2 separate regions of the Sus scrofa genome follow, and region 2 is linked to region 1. The links are chromatin contacts, called in public HiChIP or PLAC-seq maps. All regions are on one chromosome and are shown on one strand. Each heading gives the region's core, a stretch centred on a gene start, on an enhancer-like site or on the middle of the called end of the contact. The rest is flanking DNA. Distances are from core to core; before and after follow the strand shown. Region 1 holds the start of LOC106509541 (a long non-coding RNA gene). Region 2 overlaps LOC102158243 (a long non-coding RNA gene).

Region 1 (6,550 bases), core at 2,588-5,087:
TATGGCAATATTCTTAGCTTGTTACTACAATAAATCAAACTTTCTTTCTGTGGCTCCTTCCTATTTTTAATAATATTTTGTCTTTAAGCAAATCTAATTTCTCTCATAATTAATACATTGATTCAGAGAACATTAGTCATTAAGGGCAAATAAGTTACACTAGCTTATCTAATCCTCTCTCAATGTCTGGTTCTAGTGGTACTGTTTTTAGTATCATATTTTTTTCTCAGCTAAGTTCTTTAGCTATCTTATCATGCGATTTGCCTAGCAAGCCTAGGAAGTAATTAGAATAGGGGAAACTGTTATTACTGATGAGAAAATGAAAGTCCGAAGAGGTTAAGGAGCATACCAAAGGTCAATATGGCAAAAGCACCAGTAATCCTGAAATGCTCACCTCCCTTTTCTGTGATTTCCATGAACAATGAGGGGTGTGGCAATAAGGCTATGGGGCAACCAGTGACTTCAAAAGACACTGTGATTCATCTTTACAGTCTCAACCTGCTGCTTCCTGTTCTCCATATTCACTTAAGAATCCCTGTGCAAATGCAGGAAATCCCTGATCTGCAAACACCCAGCTGAGAATGACCCAGCCATCCAAACACCTGCCTTCTGGCTGTCTCTCTACTGTCAGCTGATTAACCATGGGGAAAAGAGTGGGGAGGGGATAATGCAAACTTCAAGAGACTCTGTTTAGAATCGAAATTAAAAAAAAAAAAAAAAAAGGTGGGAGGGAGGATACACTTTAAAAGAGTGAAGAAAGGGCAGGTGACCTCCAGAGTCATTCAATCATTCACTCAGCCACCATGGGTTGGGCAGGAAAGATGCCACAGGAAAGAGTTGGAGAAATTCATGAATGCCTTCTCGTCCTTGAGTTTGAAGCACTGGATTAAGCGTTAGGAATTACAGATCCAAGATCTGTCTACCAACAACTCTAAGCAAAGAATGAATGCGAAGAATGGTCTTCAAATAGTACAAAGCAAATGAGAACGCAGAGGCTGGAGGCTTATTTCTGGCTGAGGTAGCCAGGGAAAGCTTTGTGTCCAGTGATGGGGCCTTGATGGATGAGCTGGACTCTGTAAAAGCCCAGTTTTCAGAAGTTAAGCTAATGCGTTGTTATTCCCCTGATTCTAATTTTGAACTCACAAGGTTTTCCTGGGGATATTTTAGGATTCTAGTCACTTTCATAAAATGTAAAAATAGGTAAAGCTATGGCTGTAATGTAAGGCAAATTCATACTAGTATGTCTTAGGCCCATGTGAATGTCAGGTATAAATTATCCCTCGTCTTTCCAGCTATTCCCCAAAGTAAATATTATAATAAAATTTTACAGATAGGGGAAACTGAGGCCCAGAAATGTTCCATCATCAGCCATCACCAGAAAGTGGGAAACTAATGGCAGTTATTTTCAAGCCAAGTACCAAACACATGAAGGGTGCGTAAAGTCCTAAGATGTGCAGATAATCCAGCCCTACTGGTTCCTTAGCTGGGTACAATGTACCAAATCTTCCACAAGAATATTTTGAGATGGTGAGCTGCCAGCAGTGTACTGGACCCCTTTTAAGCTTTTGTGTGCGATGCAAACCCTTCCAAAATACAGGTACTTTTCCAAAAGACAATGTCCCTTTCATTCTGGCTAAGTGTGGTTTCCCCTCCCTCTCTGTTCAATGGTGGGGGGGGGAGGGGCACCCGTCTCAAGGCCAGGATTTAGTTGAAGTTAAAATAAGGAGGGGAAAGGGCCTATGTCAATGTGGAGGCTGATCCTACTTGGCCCAGGGAAAAGTAAGCCATTCTTTTTTTTTTTTTTTTTTTAATTTTACACTGCCAACTCAGGGGCACCTAAAGCCTCAGTGTATTAGCTGTTCAGACTTTTGATTCCGAAAGCTTACTTCTTCTTAAAGGCTGCCCCCTGGACTGGCTGTGCTGCTTTAAATTCGGGTCTCTAAGAAATTGGTGTGAGCAACTTTCTTTGAGCCTTCAAAGTAAAGCCAAATGCTCTGTCCTCAGCAGGAAAGTGACTTTAATTAATTCTGGACGACCTTTCCATTGAAAAGCAAAACACTGCCCTGAGGCTTTTTAGAAAGGTTAGGTTGTACCTTTTCCCTCTTATGGTGAGGAGGTAGGTATGAGTGTTTCTCATACAAGCCTCTGCCTCCTGCGTTCCTGTAGAATGCACGCTCTTTAATCCAGGAAAAACAAAATAAAACAAACCAATGGGCAAAGAGGCCCTGTTTGTAGCCAATTAACTTCTCAATTCTAGCAAGAACTAAAGCACAGCATAAAATCTTCCATCACAATAAAATATGACTAAAGACCTCATCAATTCTCATTTAGCAAATGCTTTGTACTGGACCATCTTTTTCTCATACTTAGGAATTCCATTATTTCTTATTTCAGTGAACATGTTCGGGGAAAAAAAAAATTAAGTGGAATGGGATTAGGTTTGCCATTTGTCATTTACTCAGAACAGAATTCCGGTCTGACATGCAGGCAACTCATACCCAGAGCTTAATGCTTTTAGTAATTATAAGGATCATGTAGAGTATGTTGATTGGTGGGGGGAAAAAATCTTTATTAACTGCTCAGAAATAGTTAATTCTTCATTAGTCAGAGCACTGCACTAGAGGCTGCTGCCTGTGAACCATGGATTAGAGTTTATGATAGTAATAACCTCCCTGAAAAAACATTTGTTACTATACTTAATGACCAGATTTTAGTGCATTAACCTTCCTCAGGAGGTCAACTAACAAAATGGATGTTAACTGCTTGTAACAACCAATTCCTCTGAAATTAATATTTAGATGCCTTTGGTGTCAAAAAAAAACCTTCCTTCCCTATCAGGGCATTAAAAACACTTCTAAATTATTAATAGCAGGCAGGATTCAATGCCTCAAAGATTTCCATGCCAACGCTCTTTATCCTCAGCCTCTTCCTATTTTCTCGAACAGAGTTCTCTTCGGCAGGAACAAGGAAGGCATTCAGGGAAATTAGGTCTCAGAAATGCATGTGGGTCAACAATGTACTGCAGTTTGGAAAAGGTCATCCTTTAAGTTCAACAGAAATAAACATTACAGGAGTGTGAAAGGCGATGCTGAGAGCACACTGGGAACCCAACGGGGACAGACACCCCGCCAGGCCTGGGCTCCAGAGCTACAGCCCTCTCACCACCTGTCAGGAACTCCTTAACGACACGTTTTTTTTTTTTTTTTTGCATCCCTTCTGCGACTGACCTCCTGGCTCATCTCTCCAGCCCCTCCCTCTGCCTTCAAATTGGAAACAAACCACACTTATGTCAAAACAACTTCTCAACTATTTCCTTCCCGAGCAATCCCAGAATATAAAACATGTTCTGAAAAGCTGCACCATTCCCTGGAGAAATTTTATGATTTGGTTACTGCAGAGTGTGCTGCTCCTTGGCTGGGGTAGCCTGAAGTCCTTGCCAAACAATGAAGCAATGCTATTATTAGCCTTCCTATTCAATGGCCACAAAACAGCCCCTGTTTCTATTTTCAGACTGTGCTCTTCTGGCTCAAGAAGGCCAACACTGCACCCGTAGGGCAAAGGAGCCATCCATTGCCAAAACCTGCAGAGCAGTGGGAAGGGGAAAGGTTTTCCTGGTGGCATTTTTCGGCAGAGGTAAAATCCAGATGGGGAGCCAAATCGCCGCCTGCGAGTCTCAGCAGAGGTTTTCCTACTGGGTCTGGGAGGGCACCCCTGGGATCTCAGCAATGAAGCTGCTGTGTTTACTACTTTTCTCAAATTGCCTGGATGCAGTCACTGACTCAGTCGTTTAGATCAGCCCAGTGCAGGCGCAAAACGCTAAATCAGTAACACACAGAGCTGACGTGAATGGTTCAAGTGACGATGTCAAAGGCTTGGGCAGTTGCCTCTCGGCATGGTCAGTTACAGCCCAGCAGCAGTGTTCCAGAGGAGCCAGGCAATGTGGGGCATTTGATTTTTTTTTTTTTTAATGAGCTATAATGGACAGAACATTATATTAGTGTCAGGTGTACAACATCATGATTCGATATATATTATGAAATGATCACAGTAAGTCTAGTTAATATCCATCCTTGTACAGGGTTACCATTTTTTTGTGTATGATGAAAACTTTTACGATTGATTCTTTTAGCAACTCCTTTTACTCGTTTGCTTAACCTCCACCCCTGCCCCTGGCAACCACTAATCTGTTCTTTGTACCAATGAGCTTTTTTTTTTTTTTTTAAAGATGCCACATATAAGTGTGATTATACAGTATTTGTCTGACTTATTTCACCTAGTGTAATGCTCTCAAGGTCATTCCATAGCTTCACAAATGATATTATTTTATTCTTTTTTATGGCTGAATTACATACATATGTGTGTATATGTATACACATATATATGATATATGTATGTATGTGTATGTTTGTATCTATGTATCTCATATTTTTTTATCCATTCATCCATCAATGGATACTTAGGCTGTTTCCATGTCACACATATTGGAAATAATGCTGCAGTTAACATGGGTGTGCATTTATCTTTTCCAGTTAATGTTTTCATTTATCTTTGGATAAATACCCAGAAGCAGAATTGCTGGGTTATATGGTAATTCCATTTTTAGTTTTTTGAGGCACCTCCATACTGTTTTCCACAGTGGCTGCACCAATTTTCATTCCCACCCACAGTACACAAGGATTCCCTTTTCTCTACATCCTTGCCAACACTTGTTATTTCACAGCCATTCTAACAGCGTGAGGTGATATCTCATTGTGGTTTTGATTTGTACTTCCCTGATGATTAGTGATGCTGAGCATCTTTTCATATACTATGTCTTCTTTGGAAAAATATCTCTTCAGTTTCCTGGCCCCTATTTTAATTGGTTGGTTTTGTTCTTGCTGCTGTTGAACTGTATCAGCTCTTTACATATTTTAGCTATTAGCCCCTTATCCAATATACAATTTGCAAGTACTTTCTTCTAGTCCATAGGTTGTCTTCTCATTTCATTGATGGTTTTCTTTGCTGTGCAGATGTTTTTTGGTTTTGGTATCTGCCGGGTTGTTTATTTCTGATTTTGGAGTCAGAGCCAAAAAATCATCCCCAAGACTGATATCGAGGAGCTGACCGCCCATGTTTTCTTCTAGAAGTTTATGGTTTTAGGTCTTTTGTTCAAGTCTTTAATCCATTTTGAGTTAGTTCTTGTGTATGGTCTAAGAGAGTGGTACAGTTTCATTCTTTTGCATGTGGCTGCCCAGTTTTCCCAACACAATGTATTGAAGAAAATGTCCTTTATCCATTGTATATTCTTGACTCCTTTGTTATAGATTAATTGACCATATAGGCATGACTCCCTCCCCCCCCCCCCGGGGTTCTCTGTTCTGTTCCATTAATCTAGATATCTATTTTTGTGCCAAAATCATACTATTTTGATTACTATAGCCTTGTAATATAATTTGAAATCAGTGAGTGTAATGCCTCCGGCCATCTTTCTCAAGATCATTTTGGTTATATGGGCTTTTTTGTGGTTCCCTATACCTTTCAGGAATGTTTGCTCTATTTCTGTGAAAGAGGCCATTGACATCTTGCACTGAATCTGTGGATTGCTCTGGGTGGCATGGACGGGGGTCATTCTTATTTTTTTCTGATGGATACTTTCGTAATATTGGAAATTTAGTGCAGACAGGGGTCCATTAGAATTTGGTGCCTCTCTTCATTTGAAAACACAATTTGCTATATGACTTTTCAGCTAGGACAAGTTGTGTATAACAGTGATTTTAATTTAATAGCCAGATCCTTCATTGCTTTGGGAATACAAATCAAAAGGTTGTATTCTAATTCAAAGGTTAGAAAGGTTGCCATGTCATTGCATATATATGGTTCCTCTTTCCTACTGTAGTTGCTTTTCACTTTGTCTGTACTGTCTTGGGAAAGTATTCGCAAACAGTAAATAAGCAATTCTTTCATTTAAACCATGACCACGTTTGCAGATTCAACAGCTAAAATCTCAGGTGATGGTATCGCTCTCTCTGCTAAGGCTTGGTGTTTTATTTTTGCATTTAAAAATGCAAATTAAACAATGACACTTTTTATGAATTCAATGAAAAAGAATGTTGTCTTGGTTTTTAAACTCTCCTTTGCTAAACATTTAAAAAAAAAAGAGGCATTTTGAAAAAGATCTCTTTCCAAATATAAAACTGAAATATGAACTGTTGACAACCCCCCTCACCCCGCCTTCTTCCACGGAAATATCAGTGAGCGGCTGCAGGGAGCTGGCTTTTAGACACAGTGTTCTGAATGGTAGGCATGATTAAAATACAGTTATTGTCTTGGTCTACTTTATCTCTACACTGATAAGGTTTCGGAAAGCTATTTAATTGTCCTGTGAATCATTAACTTCATTATGTTTACAGAGAATATGTTATCTTGCCTGCTTCTTGGGAACCGTGGATCCTTCATCAGTGACCTGGAATGGTTGCTAAGTGTGAAGCAGGTAATGTACCTGTGCGATTTATTAGTGCCAGGTAGAGTTTTAAATCAGCATGTTGATTGTAGTGCTGTTCACTTAATGAAC
Region 2 (6,326 bases), core at 1,361-3,860, 430 kb after region 1:
GTCAAGTTGCTTGAGCCCATAAACGACGTCAGCGTAAGTCACTCTCATTAAATGGATGTGTGAAGGTCGTCTTCTCAAACAGCAGGTTGTTCTATTCTTTTTCTTATTTTTTTAATCAGCCAAATAATGAGCTGGGGGTAGAGTTGCTTAACCAGGCCAAGGGAAGAAGAAAGTAGAATCATCTTAAAACGGCCATCCTGGATTTAATAGCCTACAACAAAACCCTAAGCAGGTCAACTTCATGGTTCAGTAGTTCCTAAAAGCTTGTCTGCTTCTCCCAAGCTTATCGGTGACGGCTGGTGTATAAGAGCTTCCAATGAGGACAGATTTACAGCACCGAAGGGCTTTGTGGTGACAAAGGCGGATCGGGGTCCTTGAGAGCTTTCTGTATTTTTTAGATCCCAGAAGATGATGGGGTTCTGTGATAGTAATCTCTTACACTTTACCATTGACATAAACAGGTCACAGAGCCTGCAAAAGCTTATGCAGGCATCAGGAGCCATCTCTCTCTGTCTTTCTCTCTCCCCCCCCCCACCTTTTTTTTTTTCTGGGTCAGAGTCAGATTTTATCGAGGCAAGCTATCTAACTGAACACAAACCATGTGATAAAACCCAAACAGTGTGCATTAAAAATGAAGCAGAATGGGGCCGGGTTTGTCTCAGGCTAGTGCTGTTACAAGGATAAGTTTCATATGTCACCTGAATGCAAAATTACTATGGTTTTTCATGCATTGATAAAAGTCTCTCTTTTCTTTCCTCCTTTTTCCTCTTTAAAGGAGGAAAGACAAAAAGTCGAGAATAAAAAAAAAAAAAAAAAGACTCCACAATCTAGTTTCATGCTAGATGTATCTGTTGTGAAACCATATGTCGACTAAATAGGAAAAGTCAGGTGAGTTAAAGTCTCGTGGCAGCCTGATTTAAACCATGGCTACACAAACCAGAGCCCTGTCCAGATCTCAGGAAAGTGAATTATATATAATAACACTTACAGTTTCCTAGTACTATTAGATTTGCCTTCTTACATAAATGCTTAAGTTATGATAAAAAACAGGGCCATGTCAGTTCCTTTCAGTCTCAGCACATTTGCTATTAGCATAAGAAATGCTGCTTATGGCAGAGCTAGTCGGGCTTGAAATTTCTGAATTAATGGATTTGATTTCCTCTTGAGACAAACCATCAGCCTTGCAGTAATGGAAATAGATATAGTTGGTAAAACAAATAAAAAGCTGGCATGCAGATAAAATGGGTTTCAGTTTAAAATAGTAATGTTGTAATTGAAGTGAACAATTACAGGGTTGCTCCTAGGCACAAAAGAAATACCATGAAAATGAAGTAATGTTTTTAAGTATAGTCATTTCACGAAAATGTAGAGCTGCAGATGTCATTGTCTGCCAAAGGGAAAACTATACTTATTCTTCTATACAAAGATCATTTAATAACATTTGGCTAATTTTAATAATAATTGCTAATATTAACCCTATATTTCACAGGGAGTGGGAGTCGGAAGACAAAGGCTCCCCGCCCCCGCCGCATTCTTTCCCTTCAGTTGGTACAGCGCCAGCAGGATCAAGTTCCTGTAAAAAGCTATTGGCAATGAACTATCAGAAATCCCCACCCTGGCAGCAGGCTTCTCCTTTCCAATGTCTTATTTCTCTTTCTTTGTCAAGCATCTTTTATCAGAAATGGAGCCCGTTAGCTGACAATTGGAGAGCGGGAGGGGCTGAAAATAAAGGAGAGGGATCTGGAATGTGCACATTTGATCCCCTTCCTTTTTTTTTTTTTGGTCTGTTTCAACTTGTTTGCGAACCACATAAAATTCAGAACAGAAACTTCCATTTTTAGAACTTGAAATCTTTTCATGTTCATATACACACAAACTGAGGCAGCCAAGGCCACAGGATGTCACAGGAAACATAAGTGTCTCATTGAATGTGAAAAGGCAGTGACACAAATACACTTTAACAAAATGCTCAGCTGGGTCCCAGCCCAACCGCTTGGCCCTCCTTCCCGCTCCTCAGTTTTACTGCATCGCAGGAAGAGACACGCACTCTGTTTCCTCCTCGGGTTTTAGTAATTAAAACAATACTGTAGCCCTGTGAAGTTCTATTTGGAAATACACTGTGCTTTGTTCCCTGTGATGCTGACTGCTGCACACAGCCCCTTTGGCTCATTTAGCATCTCTTTATCCAAGGGAAGCCCTTTTTCCGGGTTTGTTGCTTTTTTTCTTTCTTTTTTTTTTTCTTTTCTCATATCACCATATTGAAGACACTGAGGAATGAGAAAATGAAAGCCCCCCCACCCCCCAACAAAGGGTTGAGCTGTGAGTTAAGAGAAAAGGTTAAATCGACTGGCTGTGTGTCTTGCATGAAGCAGGGAGAAAGGCTGCTTCCCTTTTCACTCAGCCAGTTAGAATAATTCATGTCCTGACACAGCCTACCTGTGACAGTCACAGGTGACCTCCCAGCCTGCTAAGCTCGGCTGATTTCCCCTTCCCATTGCCCAGTACAACTCCTGCCAGAAGACAAATGCACTGCAAGCCAGAGACGTATTTGTAGTGCAGGGGGAAAGCAGCCTGTCTACAGATGTCATTTTAAAGCCTCGCGAGGAGATTTTACTGCTTTCTTCACACTCTCACACTTACATAAATACACCCACACAGTACAAGCAACTTCCCGAGACTCCCAAGCGCTTCTCTTCCATTAGGAGACATTTTAAAACAAATTAGCACCCTCCCCCAAAGCCTATTGGCCTAAACGTGTTTATTACTTTGTTTGCTGTTTTAAAAGCTTTTCCTAAAGGCTTTGAATAAGGAGTTCCTGCAAAACCAAGCACCCTCTTCATCTGTTGAGGAATACAAGCATCTGACAAAGACTTAGATCTTTTTTTTTTTTTTTTTTTTTCCCCTCTCTTGACACGGCGGCTGGTGACACATAAATGTACTTTTTTCTTTTGACAGAGTAATAAAAATCTCATTATCTCTGAATAGGCAGCAATTTCGTTATCTAATCTTTTTACCAAAAGGTTAGTTAATTAATCAGAAACAAATCCTGATTATTATTTCAATAGAATTAGAAAGACAAATCACCAGAGTACAGCTAAATAGGGCAGGCCTGCGGTTTCACCTGCCTCATTGCCATGCAGGCCCCGTGATTGTCAGGGCTCCTCCAGGAAGACAGCCTTCGGAACAGCAGCCAGCAGATGGCTGCTCGGAGCGGCCAGCCTGCCTCTGCTCTAATGCCTGTGATCCCATTACCTCACTGAATCCGTTACCAGGGTAACTGTTAAATTGCTGTGAAAGGCATGGTAATAAAGTAACCTGTCACATTGGCAATAAAAGGAGCAGAATTTTCCTGTTCACTGAACTTTGCAGCTCATCAATACTCACTTGATGGAGAAATTCCCCACTACTCCTGGGTCAGCCACAGGAATCCCTCCATAAGGCTTCTGAAATGCAAACTAAAGTTCATGTAAACACAAGGAAGATATAATTACAAGCTGGATTCGTAGCTGCTCAGAGCTATGGCTCCCCTCTTTTTTTCTGCGGAAGGTTAGGGGAGCTTGAAGAACATCAGATTGCTCCCTTTGTTGTTGTTGTTTTTTAATTTAAAGCATGCTAGATAAAAATAACCTTTGCTGGTGAAAGACAGCTGTGATTAATTCAAGACTGGGAAAACAAAGCCCAAGGAAAGAAAAAAAAATGCCTTGTTCCTAAAATCTGTCTTGCTTTTTTTCAGATTGTATCTTACTGGTTGTTTTCATTAAAGGGTCATGGAACTTAAAAAATGATTTGAATTTGAGCCTTTAAATAACAGAATGGAAAGGTTTGCATAAGCCTGGGGAATCGGAAACAACAATCCCCCACCTCCTTCCCAACACGACAGTTAAAATGGTCCATCAGCTATAACTGCGAAGAGATAAATGTGCACTGAACGTAGGCGAAGGACTGTGTCTCCCCCTCTCTCTGTAAATGCCCTTCAAGGGTTTCTGTGTCAGAGAGTCTAGCAGTGACACAACCAGGTGTAAAATTTGCTACAATTCATGGAGGTTCTTTGAGGTAAGAAAAGAGAATAGCAAACACTCTCTCTCAGCATAAAGAATAAGAAATACGTAAAAAACCCCGTTTACCTCAATTACATTTTGCAGCCAGTCCTATGAACATACATGCAAAGTGGGGTCTATCTATCTAGCCCTCATTATTAGCCATTTGCAGACTTCACGCTTTTGGCTCCATTTGGTGCTGTCATTAATTAGGCAGTGTTAACCTTAGAGGACTTTGGAGCTGGCCTACTGAAATAACTTTGGGTCTGCTTCGCTTTCTCCCTCCCTTCCTTTGACTTGCAAGGGCTTACAGCTTGTTATTAAAAAAACTGACACTATTTCTTTGACCAGCCAGCAGCAGACACGAACCTACTTCTAGTTGTAATGGCAACCCATGAAAAGAAACATCTCCAAGCTGGAGTTGTCTCATTACAGAGTGCTCAGCGTGGGGCTGCAGCAGAGCCTTGCCAGCTGGCCACATCACACAAGGCTTTCCACTGGTATCTCAGAAATGATGGTGCTTTTCAGAATAAGGTGGCAGGGCACTGCATGTGGAGAAGTCGATGAGGAAAATGAAGGCTATGGCTTCATGATATCCCAATTTGTTTTAAAACGGAAAGGTTTTCTGTCCTCTTGAACGTACTTCTCAAATATGGAGTCACAACACACACACACACACACACACACACACACACACACACACACACACACGGCATATTGCAAAATGTGTATTTTACTGCTGACACTGGGTAGGAGAGAAAAAAGCAGAATTACAGTGGTAACTACTTGTGAACAACCCCAAACCAACCAATGACATGCTATCATTCCTGTGAAGGTTTCCATGGTTGTCAGGGTAGGAGGAAGCCTTTTTTTTACACCAGGGATTGTCTAGCTAAATTTGGAAAAATAGAACCCATGTAAATAACCACCAACAATGAACTAGAACTTTAGATCAGGGGCCACAAATACTAACGGGGCTGGTGGGTTGGTGGACTGGATGTGAGAAAATGGGAGATACTGGCCTTGCAGTCGACCAGATCATCCATTCTCTCTCTAAAGAGAACAATGTTTATCATTCAACTGCCATCTATTCTTTCTATGCAGCCGAGAGGCGTCTACCCTTGTCAGACCTCTTGACTTCCAAGAGAACCTCCAAATAAGAACTTTTATTAGAAAATTTCAATTTTTAAAGTGCAATTGTATTAGTTTCCCAGGACTGCCAAACAAAGAACCACTGATTGCATCTGGTGTTCTAAACAAGAGAAATTAATTTTCTCACAATTCTGGCTGCTACAAGTTGGAGATCAAAGTCCTGGAAGGGTTGGTTTCTTCTGAGGCCTCTCTCCTTGTCTAGCCGACACCCACCTCCTCCCTGTGTCCTCACAGGCTCTTCCTTTACTATCTATGTTCTAATCTCCTTTTCTCAAAGGACACTAGACATATTGGATTGAGGACTCCTAATGACCTCGTTTTAACTTAATTACCTCTTTAAAGACTCTATCTTCAAATACAGGCACATTCTGAGGTTCTGAGGGTTAGACCTTCGATATACAATTTTTGTGGGGGACATAATTTCATCTACAATACCAATACTGGTTGCCAGGATTTATTTTGCAATGATAGAAATTATAGAATGCTTGCAAAGTGAAAGGCACAGTTGTGGGCCATTTTTCTTATCAATTTATTGAATTCTTACAGCATCCCTATGAGGTAGGTAATGTGATCTGTTTTTATAGATGAGACATGAAGGCAGAGAGAGTTTTATCTCACTCATGCAAGTGTCTGATGGAGTGAGGACTGTGGTCCAGGCAGTATCAGAGCCTTCCAGGTGGAGGTTTCTGTTTAGATAGCTCAGAACTTCCATGTGAGAAAATGTTCCACCACGACCTTGGACTTGGAGAATAGAAGGCACTGAACAGGTAAGAGTCAGAGTCTTATAACCTCTCAAAATGCAAATCACTCTCATAAGGTCAGGCTTATATAAATGTCCTATGGGATGTACCCCTATTCTTACAGTGGGTTTTTGTCAGGCCTTTCTGCTGAATCAAGGAGAAATAACAAAGTACTCTATCATCTGGAGAAGATCCAGGGAATGAAGAAAAGCAAGATTTGATTAACTTCATGCTCTGGAGCATAAGATAATCAAGAGTCTCTTGGGTATCTGGGATAATCACCAAGACAAAGTTGGAAAATTTCTGAAAACACGGGTCATTTGTGATTGTTTTGGCCATTGCTGCTGCTTGCCACTTCCATCATCTCTAGTCTGAAAACTGAAGTAAAAAAAAGAAA

What was found. HiChIP or PLAC-seq counts read pairs in DNA pulled down with a chosen protein or histone mark.
Region 2: an H3K27ac HiChIP or PLAC-seq map of skeletal muscle shows a contact between it and region 1. The contact joins two enhancer-like sites. A contact is called at or near these places in 1 of 47 Hi-C or Micro-C datasets (skeletal muscle) and 1 of 2 datasets of contacts at active chromatin or transcription factors (skeletal muscle).

What each region holds. Positions count from the first base shown.
Region 1 is chr2:128,305,279-128,311,828 of Sscrofa11.1, forward strand. It overlaps LOC106509541 (a long non-coding RNA gene), which reads left to right and starts at 737. Exons shown (of 3, transcript XR_001307170.2): 1 at 737-3,633; 2 at 6,390-6,469. Within about 2 kb of position 3,838, at least 11 of the 83 cell types and tissues checked have an H3K27ac peak or open chromatin away from gene starts, as enhancers often do. A contact at or near this core is called in skeletal muscle, where this site is marked.
Region 2 is chr2:128,736,826-128,743,151 of Sscrofa11.1, forward strand. All of the region lies in intron 9 of LOC102158243 (a long non-coding RNA gene), which reads right to left. Among named protein-coding and RNA genes, the nearest start is that of ZNF608, 580 kb to the left of the region's middle. Within about 2 kb of position 2,611, at least 21 of the 83 cell types and tissues checked have an H3K27ac peak or open chromatin away from gene starts, as enhancers often do. A contact at or near this core is called in skeletal muscle, where this site is marked.